Linked DNA regions of Mus musculus: regions 1 and 2 are each linked to region 3. A link is a contact called in public Hi-C data. All regions are on one chromosome and are shown on one strand. Each heading gives the region's core, a stretch centred on a gene start, on an enhancer-like site or on the middle of the called end of the contact. The rest is flanking DNA. Distances are from core to core; before and after follow the strand shown.

Region 1 (4,932 bases), core at 498-2,997, 360 kb after region 3:
ACCACAGGCTTGTAACAGGTATACTTATCTCTGTCTGCATCTCTTGCTCCTCCAGTCAATTTTATGTATTTGACACTTCATCTTTTTAAGAGGCAACATAGCTCTATCGCTCTCTCAGCCAATGAAACTTCAGTGACTGTTCACAGTCTTCTATCTCTATGGTTTCCTGACCCTAGCACTAAAACTCTTAAGACACCTTCTCAGCCTTATTTCCCACTGACATCTCCACACACCCATTTTATTGCTACACTGTTCTCAACAGACATGAGTCAGACCATCTGTTCATCAATATATGAACTGATAAAGTGAAGAAGATAAATCACAAGGAAGGAGAAAGTCATGTCATGTTCAGTCAAACTGAGATCACTGTGTTAAGTAAAATAAACCAACATCGAAAAGACGGGTCCCACTGGATTTGATCTCAATGTGGAATCTGAGAACATGGAAGGATGGGTCTGTAAACAGACTCAGAATAGAATAGAATACTGTTAGTAATAAGCAAAGGGAGGAAGGTGGGGGAGATAGGGAAATAAATAACAATAGCAAAAGAGTGATTGTAGTAAAAGTGCAGCCATATTTATATACGGAAATGTCATAACTCATCTTTGAGTTTGTACATTAAAAAAGGAGACAAGAAAATTTAACTATAATCCAGAGTGATTTTCTCAGTTTCAGGACTGTGGGAAGGATAGCCTGGATAATTCTTTGTCGGGGGCAGGGCTTTATCAATACCCCTAACTATTAACAAATGTTAAAATATCAGAAGATACTGTCACAGGTCTCAGAGAAGGAAATGTTGTCCTAGACAATAGAGATCTATTTTGTTATCCAGATATGGCTTAAATCTCTCCCCACCCCCATGTCCACACTCTTGTCTCTTTATTGCACTAGAATGCTGAGAACTCTGATACTGTCTGTGGAGTCCGGCCTTAAACACTTGATTCTCCTGACTCTTCCCCCCTAGTTTTGGAAGCTTGGGTGTACAGATGAGTACCATCACACCTGCCCTTCTTTTAATAATAATAAAAAATCCGGCTTATAAACATTATCTTTCACCTTTGTATCACAAAGGTGCTACATAAAGAATTTAAAACAATACTTAAACCACTTATCTTCACCTTTGTTCATTTAATTTGGTTTCTAAAAAAATAATTGAAAAAGAAAGTCAGATAGGCATGCCTATCATCTCAAGAAGTTGAGCAAAGGGTCTACTCCTTTTCAAACAAAAAAAAAAAAAAAACACGGAAAAAATTCCTGGCCTGTTTTAAAATGAATAAACAAATATGTCATGACTTAAGCAAACGATTGTGTATATGATTTAAATCTAATTCCCTCACTTTTTAATGTCTCTGACAAATACCCTCATTTTCTTTTGTAAGTATTTGATTGCCCTATAAATACTGAGAGCATTTTTATTTCAATTTATCTCACTGATAAAAGCAATACTGTCTGCTCTGCTCACTTAGGAAATGAGGAAGACGATAAACTCCACCCCTCTGAAGAGAGACAAAGACAATGCCAAGAGCTAGAGATAGCTGACCTTAGAATTCACTTGGACTTGCCCTGGCTTCTCAGAGTCATTGGAACATTAAACTGGTGATGGCTCTCCTGTGCCTGTCACAATTGGGGAAAGTACCCAGGGCCCCTGATTAGAATTTATTGCGACAGGCTCACTGCCTCACATGTGGGGTTATAAAAACAGGCCCATGTGTACATGCAGAGTCACGGGTGGCAGCCTGTGGTTGAAGGATTGCTGACTCTCTCAGGTTCCAGCCCATAAGGAGGCTGGAAGGGTCTGTTCAAGGGCAGGGTAACTTTGACCACGTGTGGTATGGACCAAGTGAAGATTAAGCTGTTGTGGGCTCTCACAAGCAGATGGAAAGTCAGCTGTGCCCAATATCAAATTAACAACCTGCCCTATTTCCTGAAACTCACCGCTTAATCCGCAGTTCCTGTCCTGATGTCGTAAAAATATTTGTAATCTGCTCTTAATGCTGTACTGTCTGCTGCATCTTAAGCAAGTATAATGGATTTCCATCAAGTTGAAAATAAAACTCCATTAAAATTCATTTCATTTATATTTTTCATTAGGCACTGCAATGTGTAGAAATCCCAAGAACAATATATCAAACTAGAATTTACAAATTGGTTGACTGATCAAGTGATTGAGACAGGTTCATACTACATACCCCTGCAGAACCTGGAACTCACTTTGTAGACTAAGCTGGCTCCAAGAAATAGAAGTGTGCCTGCCTTTGCCTGCTCATTGCCAAGATTTTAAAGGCCTGGTACCACCCACACCTGGCACAAACTGGACACATTGTGTAAACACTTCCAAACACTACTTAACTTGCAGCAATCCATTTAGGAAATATTTAGAATTGGTGTGCCTATACAGTACTATAACCTATGGATTTTATTAAAATGCTACTTATGAAATGTCATAGACAGCACATTCATTACAAACACCAAATAAATGATTAGAAAGGAAACCAGCTAAATCTAATGCAATCTTGGATGAAGTATAAAAAAAGAAAAGCTACATGTTTTCACTGTAGCAAGAGGCTAAGTTACAAATGGGAGGGGCAAATGCAACACCTGCTCAGACCCTGTATTGCTTCTTTTTCAGGCCACGTGAGCACAGACAAGCCATGATAAAGGAATAGAACTGAATGCCCCAAATCGTGATGTCTATATGGTTTTAGGGCTAACGTGGTCCTCTCCCTTACCAATGTCCTAAAAGATATTCTGAGAGTGATACTAGCAATTCTCAGGGAAGGCAGGTTGCCTGTCTGCCTGCCTGCCTGCCTGCCTGCCTGTCTGCCTGTCTGTCTCCTGTCTCCCTGTCTCTGTTTTCCTCTCTGTCTCTCCCTTTCTGCCTCTCTGTCTCTCTCTCCATCTCTGTCTCTTTCCCTCTCCTCCTTCCTCCCTCCCTCCCTCCATTTGTATCTGTCTTCCTGCCAGCCTGCCTTATGTACAGTGATAAATTTTAAAAAATAATAAAACAAGCCTTTTCATAACTGTCAGGAATACCATTTTCCTTACAAAAAAAAAAAAAAAAACCGAGTCCAACAAAAGAAATTAAAGGTTTCATTCTTAGTAGATTTTTCAGGAAGATGTCTGAAACATTAACATCTGATAAGAATTGGCCCTGCAAAATGCAGCAATGTTGAAAAGTAATGCGCTATATATAAAACAAGTGAGAGGGCAGAGTCTCCAGAGTCTGATGAGGAGAAATTCCTCATTGGCACAATGCAGGAGAAGACACATTTTTGTGTCTTCGTTAAAGTGTGCCTTGGTTAAAATGCTGCCAAACCTTGCCACACTTCAGGGACACTACTTCCATGCAAGTTCTAGGAAGGACCAACCTCTTGCTCCTGGGGAGTAGTTGTGGTTTTGGACAATAAGGTCAAGTTTGTTCAGCAAAAGACATCTGGCAGTCCACATACTTTTCTTAAATGGACATTGACCTTAGTAGACTGTATGCCAAGAGACTACCTTCTCTCCAGAAGGACGAGAATAAGGAGCAGGTAGCATGTCCAAACAAGACATGAAATCCTAGCCTTCTTGCCCCCTGAATAGAGTCCAATGCCCCAAGATAAAGGAAATCCAGTCCGTAATCTGATAGGCTTGCTACCTAGCATTTTGCCAGAAACAACGCCTTCCCTTCACACAGGGCCAGAGTCCAGGTGCACAATCTCCAATTCTACAGACAGGAGTAGAAAAGAAAATGTAAGAAAGAAAATCTCCACTTAGCGTTCGAAAGAACTTGACGGGCAGTGCAGTGGAGTGTTTCAGCAACTGTGGGGAAGAACGCTTAGCCTGTGTCTTCCCAGACACTTCATTGGAGACCTTTGGCTTAATTGCTAAGGTCAGAGCACAAATATAGAAATCTAAAATTAGATTACTATAATTGCTTTTCTCCTTCTCCCTAACTCTGCTATGAGCTCTTTGCAAAGAGCACCTTTGAATACGCAGTAGAGATCACAGCTCCAGGTACCTAGTGCTAGAAAACTATTTTGCAAAAAGAAAAAAAAATCATTGTCCAGCATCTGGAAGTTATGGAGAAGAATAACACAGAAAATGAAAAAAAAAAACCATGCTTCTGAAAAATATGTAAATAGCCTATACATAACATCATATTCTTTTGCATATATGTATGAGGAATGTCTGTGTGTCTTCATTTTCACAAGCCTATGTGGATGTACTTGCATGTGTATGTACATGCCTATGGAGCTCTGAGGTTGACATCAGCAGTCTTTCTTGATCTCTTACCACCTTCCATATTGAAGCAGTATCTCTCTTTTAAACTGTAGCTGTCTTAATCAGCTGGGCCAAATAGCCAGCTTGATCCAGGATTCCCACATCCTAACTTTCGAGCACTGGAATTGTAGGCAGGATGCCACAACCACCCAGGCTTTATCTGAGTACCCAAGATCTGAACTCAGGTTCTCACACTAGCACAACAAGCGCTTTACCCACTGAGCCCATTTCATAATTTACAAAGCACTTTGGCAAAACTTATCCCCTTCATCCCTACTTCCAAATGATTCAATGATACTCAAACTGTTGAAGTAACTTATAAAAAGCAACTTATTTTTCAACGGGATCTTTGTAAGAGATGAACTGGGAGAAGAATACTTTGTGATGAGCGATTAAATACATTGTGCATACAAATAAAGGGATGAAGAAAATGTAAATCTGTTTCACAAATCCGGGCGATGGTGGCACATATCTTTAATCCCAGCACTTGAGAGACAGAGGCAGGTGGATTTCTGAGTCTGGTCTACAAAGTGAGTTCCAGGACAGCCAGGGCTATACAGAGAAATACCGTCTCAAAAAAGCCAAAAAAAAAAAAAAAAAAGAAAGAAAAAAAAAAGAAAAAGAAAAAATCTGTTTTGCAAAACCTGTAGAAGGTGCTCATGCAATGTT
Region 2 (4,657 bases), core at 1,120-3,619, 280 kb after region 3:
CAGAGAGAAGTCCTTGAGAGTGTGTGTGTGTGGGGCCTAGTACTTTCATTGTCTGCCTTAGGAGATGCCCACGACTTGCTAATTGGCTGAGACACATCTCGACTCTGATAGGTAGTTAATGTTTTGTGTACTCTACCTCTCAATCACCTTGGCCTCACTTCCCTGTTCCTTTCATAATATAGCAAGAGTAACAGGAACAAATGAAAGTTTCTTGTAGAGTGACTAATTTCTTCAGGATCCTACATAGAGCACCTGCCACAGTATATTCTATGTTATTGCTTTCCATACTGTACCAGCCACTCTGGGTACTAGTACTCTACAAATAAACTGATACCAGCCATGTTCTTTCTCCAGGTAGCTGTCATAGCCTCAAATACTATCTTATGACACTCTGTTAGGGGTGTGTGTGTGTGGGGGGGTGTCTTTCTCTGTCTCTGTCTCCCTCCTCTTGCCTCTCCCCTATCCCCCACTTCCCCATGAACATCCTCCACTACTTCAGGGAATCTTAGATGTTCTTTAAAGGCTCATTTACTTTGATTTTTAAAAACATGTTTAAACTTTCATTTCTCTCTATGTGAATGAATGGTTTATGCACATATGTGTTTATACCATGTATGTGCTTGATACCTGCAGAGATCAAGAGAGAGCAATGGATAGCCTGGGAGTGGAATTACAGATTGCTATGAGCCATTCCATGGATGCAAACCTGGTTCCTCTGTAGGAGCCCCAAGTGCTTTCAACCTCTGTGCTATCTCTACAGCTCCATCAGCTTGAGTTTTGAGACAGGCTGTCTTGGCCTGACTGTTCTGGGATGAATGGCCAATGAGCTCTAAGGATCCACTTGTCTTCACCTTCTGAGTTCTGGAATTGTAAGTGCGGTTCAGCTTGTTCATGTATATTCTGGAAGAACAATCTCATCTAATCCGTTACGCTTACAAGACATGTATTTTACCATTTGAGCTATCTCCCTAGCCCTAGGTAGAGGCTTTACAATGCTAAATTCCCAGTAGATACTGAGGGCAAATCAAAGACTTATTTCTTGTTCTCTTTTCTTTCTGTTCTTTTCCCTCTTCCTTCCTTCCTTCTTCCCTTTCTTCCTTCCTTTCTGTATTTTTTGTCTTTTTTCTTAAGACAGTTTTTCTCTTTAGCCCTGATTGTCCCGGAATGCTTGATGTAGAGCAGGCTGGCCTAGAACTCAGAGATCTGCCTGCCTCTGCCTCCAAACTGCTAGGATTAAAGGTATGTGCCACCACCATCCAGACGCGACTTTTTTTTAACACAGATTTTTCATCACATTGTTCTCCTTTGTGTGTCCATTCAGAAGCCTGTGGAATAGTAAAGGTGGGTACCTTATTTCTAACAGTCCCATCTTTATCTCCACGGAGTCATGAAGAGTTGTCTGATCTATGCTGCATGAGGAAAAAAAAAAAGCACACACTGCCATAAATCTTCAGCGATTCCCACTTTAATTTGAAATGTATGATTAACACTCAAGCCCAGACACAAAGTCAATAGAAGCTATGCCAGGAAATACACATGACATCTTAATGTGAACAGCCAGTACCAAATACAACACCATGGCGCTTCCCCATCTTTATTTATTTTAATCTAGTAATCAGAGAAAAGCGAAGAAGAGTGATGACTTTTGGATTTGTCCGTAAATTCTGTACTAATGATGGTTTTCCTCATTACTCTGCATTCCATACAGGAGGATATGAGAAAAAAAAAAAAAGAGTAACCCAGGTAGACACCATGACCAGAAAAAGCCAACACAATCCCTTAGGGGTTAATTTGTTCATCTGTCTTTCCTCTAAGGCCAAGAATCTTTTTTGTAACTCCTCATAGATAAATATTCCCAGAGAGATCGTGGAGGAGAAAGGTAACGGCACAGTGGAGCAAACATTTTAACCACCTTGCCAATAGGAGTCCTGGAGAAGTCAAGAACGTTTAGGTCAGTGTATCTCTGTCGCTGCAGTGACCAACCCACTCCTGAGGGCACGGGAAAGCTTGTTGACGTTAGGAGAATGTGGAAATAAAGACACATAAGCAGGGCTTTGAGGTAACCTAGCTTTCTTTCTCATCTAGATGAAAGCTAACTGTTCCAAGTTATAAGTACACTGCTGACACTTAACTGACCATAAAGTTCAGTTGCCCTCATCTTGTTCTTACAGAAGCATTTCAAATGAGCTTTTAAAAATATCACTTCTTACTCTCTAGCCACCATTTCTACTTGCCTGGAGAGTAAAGTAAAGAAATTGAGCAAAAACAAAAGTATTTAAAGCAGAAATGGGAATATCAGCTGAGCTCCCACCAGGACCCTGCACTTCCTATTTCTATTTTTCTGCTTCCTTATCTGATGTGGGAGAAACTGTCCTTTATGAAGTTGCTTGTGACTTCTCCTTCCTGAAGCTGCTTAGAAGCCCTCTGTGTATCAGAGTTAAGTGTTGTTTCTCCAACTCCCTCACACTTTTCACCTTGCTCATATGATCATTGTCTGTGCATCACAGCTTCCTACTGACAATCTCTTGTGCATGCCATGGCAGAACAATGGAGATTTAACAGGCTCCCAGTTGTTGCCACCTTGGATTTAAATGCTGAATTCAAATTGTATACTAATAGGATGGATTTGATAAATTATATAACTTATCCCTTGGTTTGGAAGAGTACAGTATAACTATTATTCCAGAGTCATTGAGGGGAATGAAATGAAGTTATTTTAGGCATTGATTCCAGACTAATGAAAGCATGTGGCAATTTCCCATGACAGTACCTGGCTATGACTGTCTGAGACTTTCCCCTAAACAATAAAAATTACAATAATACTGATATTCTATTCAACCACTTAACTTCTCAGTAAGACAAGAAACAAAGTAATCAAATATAATGTTAAAAGGCTGACTGGATTTGACTTTCAAAACAGAAACAATATAGAATCATAGATGGCTTTCCGCTGCAGGATTACTGCAGATGTCAACTCTTATGTGTTTGACATGAAGGAATTATATCTTGAGTGAACATAAATAGAGATCCTGACTCCTGAATTTGTTACATCACCAAAAGGTCAACGAAGGGTTGCCACTAATAAAATGACCTGTAATAAAGATTGTACCCTCTGTAGCATCCTTCACTGCTTCTAAAACTTTTGTTCTATATTTTTCCCTAAATTTTATTTTGTGTGATATGCGTGCAGAGAGTTGGGATATACACACATAGCATAGCACAAGTGTAGATGTCAGAGGACAGCTTGCAGGAATCCGTTATTTCCTTCCACTACACAGTTTCCAGAATGGAACTCGGGTCCTAAGGCTCAGTAGCAAGTGCCTTTCTGTGCTGTGGCATCGTGCCGCCTCGTGTGCTACCTTGCGATCCCTCATCCTGCTGAGGTCATGCAGAAGGGAATGAAGTTCATTTTCATCTTAACTTAGAACAAACCATATCTCAGTGATACAATCAACATCTTTTTCTTTCAAGCAGATTTTTGTGATACAAGTTTTTTTTATAATTTTTTTAATTAGGTAGTTTCTTCATTTACATTTCAAATGCTATCCCAAAAGTCCCCCATACCCTCTCCCCCCACTCCCCTACCCACCCACTCCCACTTTTTGGCCCTGGCGTTCCCCTGTACTGGGGCATATAAAGTTTGCACGACCAATGGGCCTCTCTTTCCAGTGAGGGCCTACTCGGCCATCTTTTGATACATATGCAGCTAGAGTCAAGAGCTTCGGGGTACTGGTTAGTTCATAATGTTGTTCCACCTATAGGGTTGCAGATCCCTTTAGCTCCTTGGGTACTTTCTCTAGCTCCTCCACTGGGGGCCCTGTGATCCATCCAATAGCGACTGTGAGCATCCACTTCTGTGTTTACCAGGCCCTGGCGTAATCTCACTATAGACAGCGATATCAGGGTCCTTTCAGCAAAATCTTGCTGGTGTATGCAATGGTGTCAGCATTTGGAGGCTGATTATGGGATGGATCCCTGGGTATGGCAGTTTCTAGATGGTCCATCCTTTCATCTCAGCTCCAGACTTTGTCTCTGTAACTCTTTCCATGGGTGTTTTGTTCCCAATTCTAAGAAGGGGCAAAGTGTCCACACTTTGGTCTTCATTCTTCTTGAGTTTCATGTGTTTTGCAAATCGGTGATACAAGATTTTTAAACTTGAGTTTTTCGAAACTAAAATTTTAAACTTTAAGATTTTTGTTGTTGCTTTGATGGTTTCTTATTTTTTCCTCCAGGATTTGCCTAGATGAAAATGAATGGACTTACATAATTTCTGAACTAACCAAGGATGACTAGTTTGGTTATTAAAAGTAGGTAACAGTGTAATTCTTTACAACATACATGAGCACATGTGTAGTGGTTTAAATGATAATGGCTTTATAATGAATGCTTGGTCTCCAGTTGGTAAAATTGGGTGAAAGGATTAGGGGGTGTGGCCTTGTTGGTGAAGGTATGAGAGCCCATGACATTTGCAATTATACCTCATGCTCTCTTTGGTGTTTGTGGATCAGAGGTAGGCTCTCAGCTATTGTTCCAGCACCATGTCTGCTTGCCTGTCGCCATACCTCCCAGTTATGATACCATGAACTCTACTGGCTTTGAGAACAGTAAGCCCCAAATTGAATGAGTTCTTTCATAACTTACCTTGGTCTTGGTGCCT
Region 3 (4,995 bases), core at 1,367-3,866:
CCAGCATATTGAAAATGCCAAGTCTATGGAATGACTGTGAAGGATAGCAGCAGCTATGATGTAGAGATAGCCCAGGCCTATCCAATGAGCTATGTGTGCCATGAATTGCCGGGCTTGAGAGGGGTGCTGCCAAAGCCTGTTGGAGCCCAGAAGATTCAGAGTGAATAGTAAATGTCGGATGTTGAGCTTCAGGGTTTGGTCCACACTGTTGAAGCTTGGTTTCATATGTGGCCTGTTTTTTTTTTTTTCCTTTTTGAAATACAAAATATATAATCTAAGTTTTATTTTATGGGTTAAATAAAATAAATAGTTAGGTGACTTTGGGGCCTTCCAGAAACTGGATGTATTAAATATATTTAAGTATTTATATATTTTTATAAATATATTTAAATATATATGTATATTACATAGTCTGAATGAACTTTTAAAGAGTGTGAGACTTTTAAAACTACTGTTTTATATTGTGCTGTTGATATTAATATGTGATCATGGTGATAAACTACAAAAAAAGCAAGTTTATAGTTTAATAGCAATATACCAGTCTGCCAAGTTAACGAGAAGTCAAACGTCTTAATCAGATATTTGTTAACATGATATATGATGGAGCTAACTAAGTATAGGAACTTCAATTGCAACAATACCTCCATCAGATTGGCTGTAGGCGAATCTGTAGGGTATTTTCTTAATCAGTAATTGGTATGGGAGGACCCAGCTCACTGTGGGTGATGTCACTTCTGGGCAGGTAGTCCTGGGTGGTATAAGAAAAGCAGATGAATCCATGGGGAGCATGTCAGTAAAAAGCACGCCTCCATGCTCTCTGCCTCAGTTCCTACCTCTAGGTTCTTGCCTTGACTTCTTCCCAATGCTTTCCTCTGTGATGGGCTGTAAACTGTAAGATCAAGTTAATCCCCAGGCCCCACAGTTGCTTTCACTCAACGTCTAATCACAGCAATAGAAAGAAAGCTAAGATAGTACCATAGGAAACATGTGTTGTTTTCATGCACAGTTGAATCAGAGGTTAACCGTGTGCAACCTAAAACCTAGCTAAGACCTTCAATGAAGTGTCTCTTTGTTCCTGCATTCTTCTTTGCAGGTGGGTGTCATTCACCAACTGGCACTTGACATAATTTAATGATAGCTTCGCATGATAATGGCTAGTCTCCTTTTCTGTCTCCCAGACACAACAAAATGCAAAGCAGACAAGTCGGTTAGGGCCTGGCCAGGTATCATTCAGTGCACTACTGTATAACCACCCCTTTGCAGTCTTTGCATGGTTCAGACATTCTCTCCAAAATTCCCCTTCAAGTCACAGCAAGCTTTTCAAGCAAAATACTGAGAGAGAATGTAACACTGCGCAGTCCTCTTCAGTCAAGCCAGAATGTCTGGGATCTCTGAATATTATGTTTACAAAAGCAGCGTGGGCAACTTCCTGGCCCTGGTGGAGAAAACTTGCAGACAGTTGACTTCCCAGAAGTCTGCAAACGGACAAAATGCTTTTATTTCTTATTCAAAGGCTGTAGCTTTTAATTAAAGGTTACACCAACTGGGACCCCAGTATTTGAGTATTTGTTATGCTGTGATTTCTCCATCCAGTGCGTTGCTTAACTTTTTAATGTAATAACCACCAGAGGGCGAAAGAGATCACATTTCAAAGGACTTAAAGGCCTGTTTCAGCCAGTAACCCAATCAATGATGGTAAATAGTCCCACTGGATGGAAAACCCAAGGCTGAGCACACAGCCTGTCTGCATCAGCTTCCATGCTAAACACAGCATGTTAAACGTGTTTAAGGCAGATTTATGTATAAAATCTAAGCAATCAATTTCAGCAAACTAATTCCCAAAGTACAAAATATTCAATAAGGTCTCCCCTGGCCATACTGCTTTAGATGCGACATCTAAGTGGAGAGATGTTACATACCTACATACGCAAGCATATTCTTTTGCTTTGCATGGGCCAGACTTCCACACCTTATCTTTATTAACAACACCTTCTTTCATTCTGAAATCACCTGGATACCCCATCTATATTCACAGATTATCTATGCTTTAGGTACACAGAGAGGACTCTGAAGGAACTATACTCAATATTTTCCTTTAGTTATCTTTCATTGGACAGCCTGATTCATAGCTAGACATACCCTACATAGCCACATCACTAGACATCACAGAGACTTCTCAATATGCTCAGTACCATCCTACCCCACCCACACACCTAATTCTAGTGACCTAACACATTCAACCATGGAAAGGCATTAAGTTGTACCTTGTCCTTGACAAAGAAGAATAAGATATAAGTCTTTGGAGGAGAAGGGTTCAGAGGTAGAAATTATCAAGGAAGTGATTTCACCGCCCTAGGCAAGGCAGGCTTTTCTTCTACCTTTGGCATAAAACTAAAGAGAAAAATTTCTTCCTTCAAAGGGGCATTTTAACAACTGAAGTGTTCCAGGAAGCCAGGATCCCATTGTTAGGGTAAGCTTTCCAATGACACGTCTGTTTAGGTAATGTCCAGGCTGCATTTTCATCCTCTGGAGATATCAGAATTGGAGTAAGTATTTTTAGCACTTGAGAGAGGAAGGAGAACGTGTTTGGGTCTGAGTTTGGTTTCACCATTTAGTTCGGAGTTGCATAACCAAGGAAAATTGCTCAACATCTTTAATCCTCCGGTTTCTGGGGGCTAGAGAAGTGGCTCAGTGCTTTTAAAACATTTGCTGATCTTGCAAGGGACCTGAGTTCAGTTCCTAGCACCTTCATTGAAAGGCTTACAAATGCCTTAAAAGTTCTCCTGAACATCTTCCTTCCAAGTCTATCACATACACTATCACTTTGGTTTCTAAGGGAAACATCAACTCTTCAGTTGTTAAAATTTCTCATCCAGTGTGAATAAACAACAAAAACCAACAGCGAGTAGGTAAATAGATAGCTGCCTTTGTCCAAGAACACATAGACAGACACAGACATACGAGCAAACACACAGACAGACAGACAGACATGCGCACAGACACACAGACACACTTTACAGTATACAGTGGCTATATTCGAGTGACTTGATTTTTGTCTGGTTTCCATTTAACTCCTGAGGGGGGAAAATGTCAACTCCACAGATGTCTTCAGACAGAAGATTTTAGAGCCCAGAGGACTGTGAAGTTTCACCTTATCATATATAGCACCTGGACCTACAGAGATTTTGCAAGAGACATTACTGTAATCCAGAAAGATCAAAGGCAAATGAGTCATTTGGACAGTCCAGTTTCAGATGGAGACTTCAGAATAACATTCAAAGATAAGCCATACAAATTTAAACCCCTGGGGATTGTTTATTTATTTGTGTGTTATTGTTATTTATTTGTGTGTGGGGAGGGGCACACATGTACATGGTGGCACGCATTCATGTAAAAGCTAGAGGTCAAGGTCAGATGTCTCTGTCACTCTTCACATTATGTTATGAGGCAAGACCTCTTGCTGAACTTGACCAGCTTGGCTGTCCAGTGAGCCCCTGAGGTTGTCCTGGCTCTGCCTGCCCATCAGTGAGGTTACATACAACACTTGTTGTTTCTCCTGGCTTTTCACATGGAGCTGGATATTCAAACTCAGCTCCCCATTCTTACACGCCAAGTACTACCCTGACACAGTGCCTCACACCAGTCATTTTTTCAAAAAGGAAAATAAAAGTTAATTTTCATTGTTTCTTCTTCTTTAACATGCATCCTTTACATCCTTGTCTGTAGGTGGATGGTAACCATCCACAAGATTTAGGCTCTTTTAAATCCCAGAATGTTTGCTTATGCTCCATGCTTAGATTGTACATTGGATGACAAAACTGTTTCCTTCTGTTGGATATGTTTCAAGAACTGGACAGAGCAATTTTGCTTACTTTCAGTTAGCTAGGACTAATTACAGCCCTGTATCCAACTAGGAGGAAACTATTCTTTGTCTTTAAGAAAGAGGAGGTGCTAGTGGTGGAAGCCCATGTTCCCTAGAATTGTGAGATCTGATATTTGGTCTATGAATGAGCTAATTTCTCTTCAGTGTTACACAATGTTGAGTAGGAAAGTTAAACTTAGTGTTTGTATCATTGCCCTTTAATGTTTGAGTTAGCATGTGCTGCTAACTTCAGATAGAGGATATTTACCAGGTGGTAATGATCCTTGAAATATAATTCCTTTTGCTTAAAATACCGAAAGTAAATAACACAGAAAGCACAGTGAAAAGGGATAAACTACAAATACACACACACACACACACACACACACACACACACACACGACACTACTTAAGGGGCACAATGACCAGGACGTGTGCCCTATTTGTGATAATGTGACAGAGGAGAGGTAAGAGAGGAGGGTGGTCAAGATTAACATATGGAGGAAGCCAATTAACATAAAGCCGCTCCCCATAAGAGTTATATTTAAGGAAGCTAGACATAAGTATAGGAGGAGGTGGGTGCTATTAAAATGACTAATAAAAACTCTCACTCTCATGGCCAAATGCCTTTTGAGGTCCTAAACTTACCTAGCTCTCTCTAGCCTGTTTCCATTCTCTCTCTCTTTCTCTCTCTCTTTCTCTCTCTCTCTCTGTCTCTCTCTCTCTCTCACCTCTCTCATTGTCTCCGATCTGATTTCTTTGCCCAGAACACATTCTGCCAAACTGTAGACTTTATTTGGATGCAGAGAAAATGATTTGGTTACTAAGAAGGGGCAGGAAGTTCAAATGGAGAAAATGACAGGACCAGAAGCACAGATGTGAAGCAATGGACACAGAGCTCTGCTCCTGCATTGGACCAGGTAGCAGTGAATGTCCTGTGCAGGGACAGAGACTTCCATTCTCCAACAAGTACCTGTTGCATACATCTTCATAAATCATGCAAGGATTTGTGCTCACTCAGGCATTCAGGTCCCTCTGGTGAAGAAGATGAATTTATTAATCACCTAAGTGCACAAGAAGACCTCTAATATTTTAACCAGCAATATCCTGTGCCTGCTTTTATGGAAATGTCC

What was found. A called contact is a pair of places that touch in the nucleus more often than the background predicts.
Region 1: a Hi-C map of bone marrow-derived macrophages shows a contact between it and region 3, with 21 read pairs. The contact joins two enhancer-like sites. A contact is called at or near these places in 12 of 484 Hi-C or Micro-C datasets (the STO cell line, bone marrow-derived macrophages, cochlea and 7 more) and 1 of 9 other capture datasets (bone marrow-derived macrophages).
Region 2: a Hi-C map of bone marrow-derived macrophages shows a contact between it and region 3, with 26 read pairs. The contact joins two enhancer-like sites. A contact is called at or near these places in 2 of 484 Hi-C or Micro-C datasets (both in bone marrow-derived macrophages).

The regions. Positions count from the first base shown.
Region 1 is chr11:111,085,781-111,090,712 of GRCm38.p6, reverse strand. No RefSeq gene overlaps it. Among named protein-coding and RNA genes, the nearest start is that of Kcnj2, 22 kb to the right of the region's middle. Within about 2 kb of position 1,747, at least 42 of the 459 cell types and tissues checked have an H3K27ac peak or open chromatin away from gene starts, as enhancers often do. A contact at or near this core is called in bone marrow-derived macrophages, where this site is marked.
Region 2 is chr11:111,162,808-111,167,464 of GRCm38.p6, reverse strand. No RefSeq gene overlaps it. Among named protein-coding and RNA genes, the nearest start is that of Kcnj2, 99 kb to the right of the region's middle. Within about 2 kb of position 2,369, at least 7 of the 459 cell types and tissues checked have an H3K27ac peak or open chromatin away from gene starts, as enhancers often do. A contact at or near this core is called in bone marrow-derived macrophages, where this site is marked.
Region 3 is chr11:111,442,617-111,447,611 of GRCm38.p6, reverse strand. No RefSeq gene overlaps it. Among named protein-coding and RNA genes, the nearest start is that of Gm30158, 67 kb to the left of the region's middle. Within about 2 kb of position 2,616, at least 11 of the 459 cell types and tissues checked have an H3K27ac peak or open chromatin away from gene starts, as enhancers often do. A contact at or near this core is called in bone marrow-derived macrophages, where this site is marked.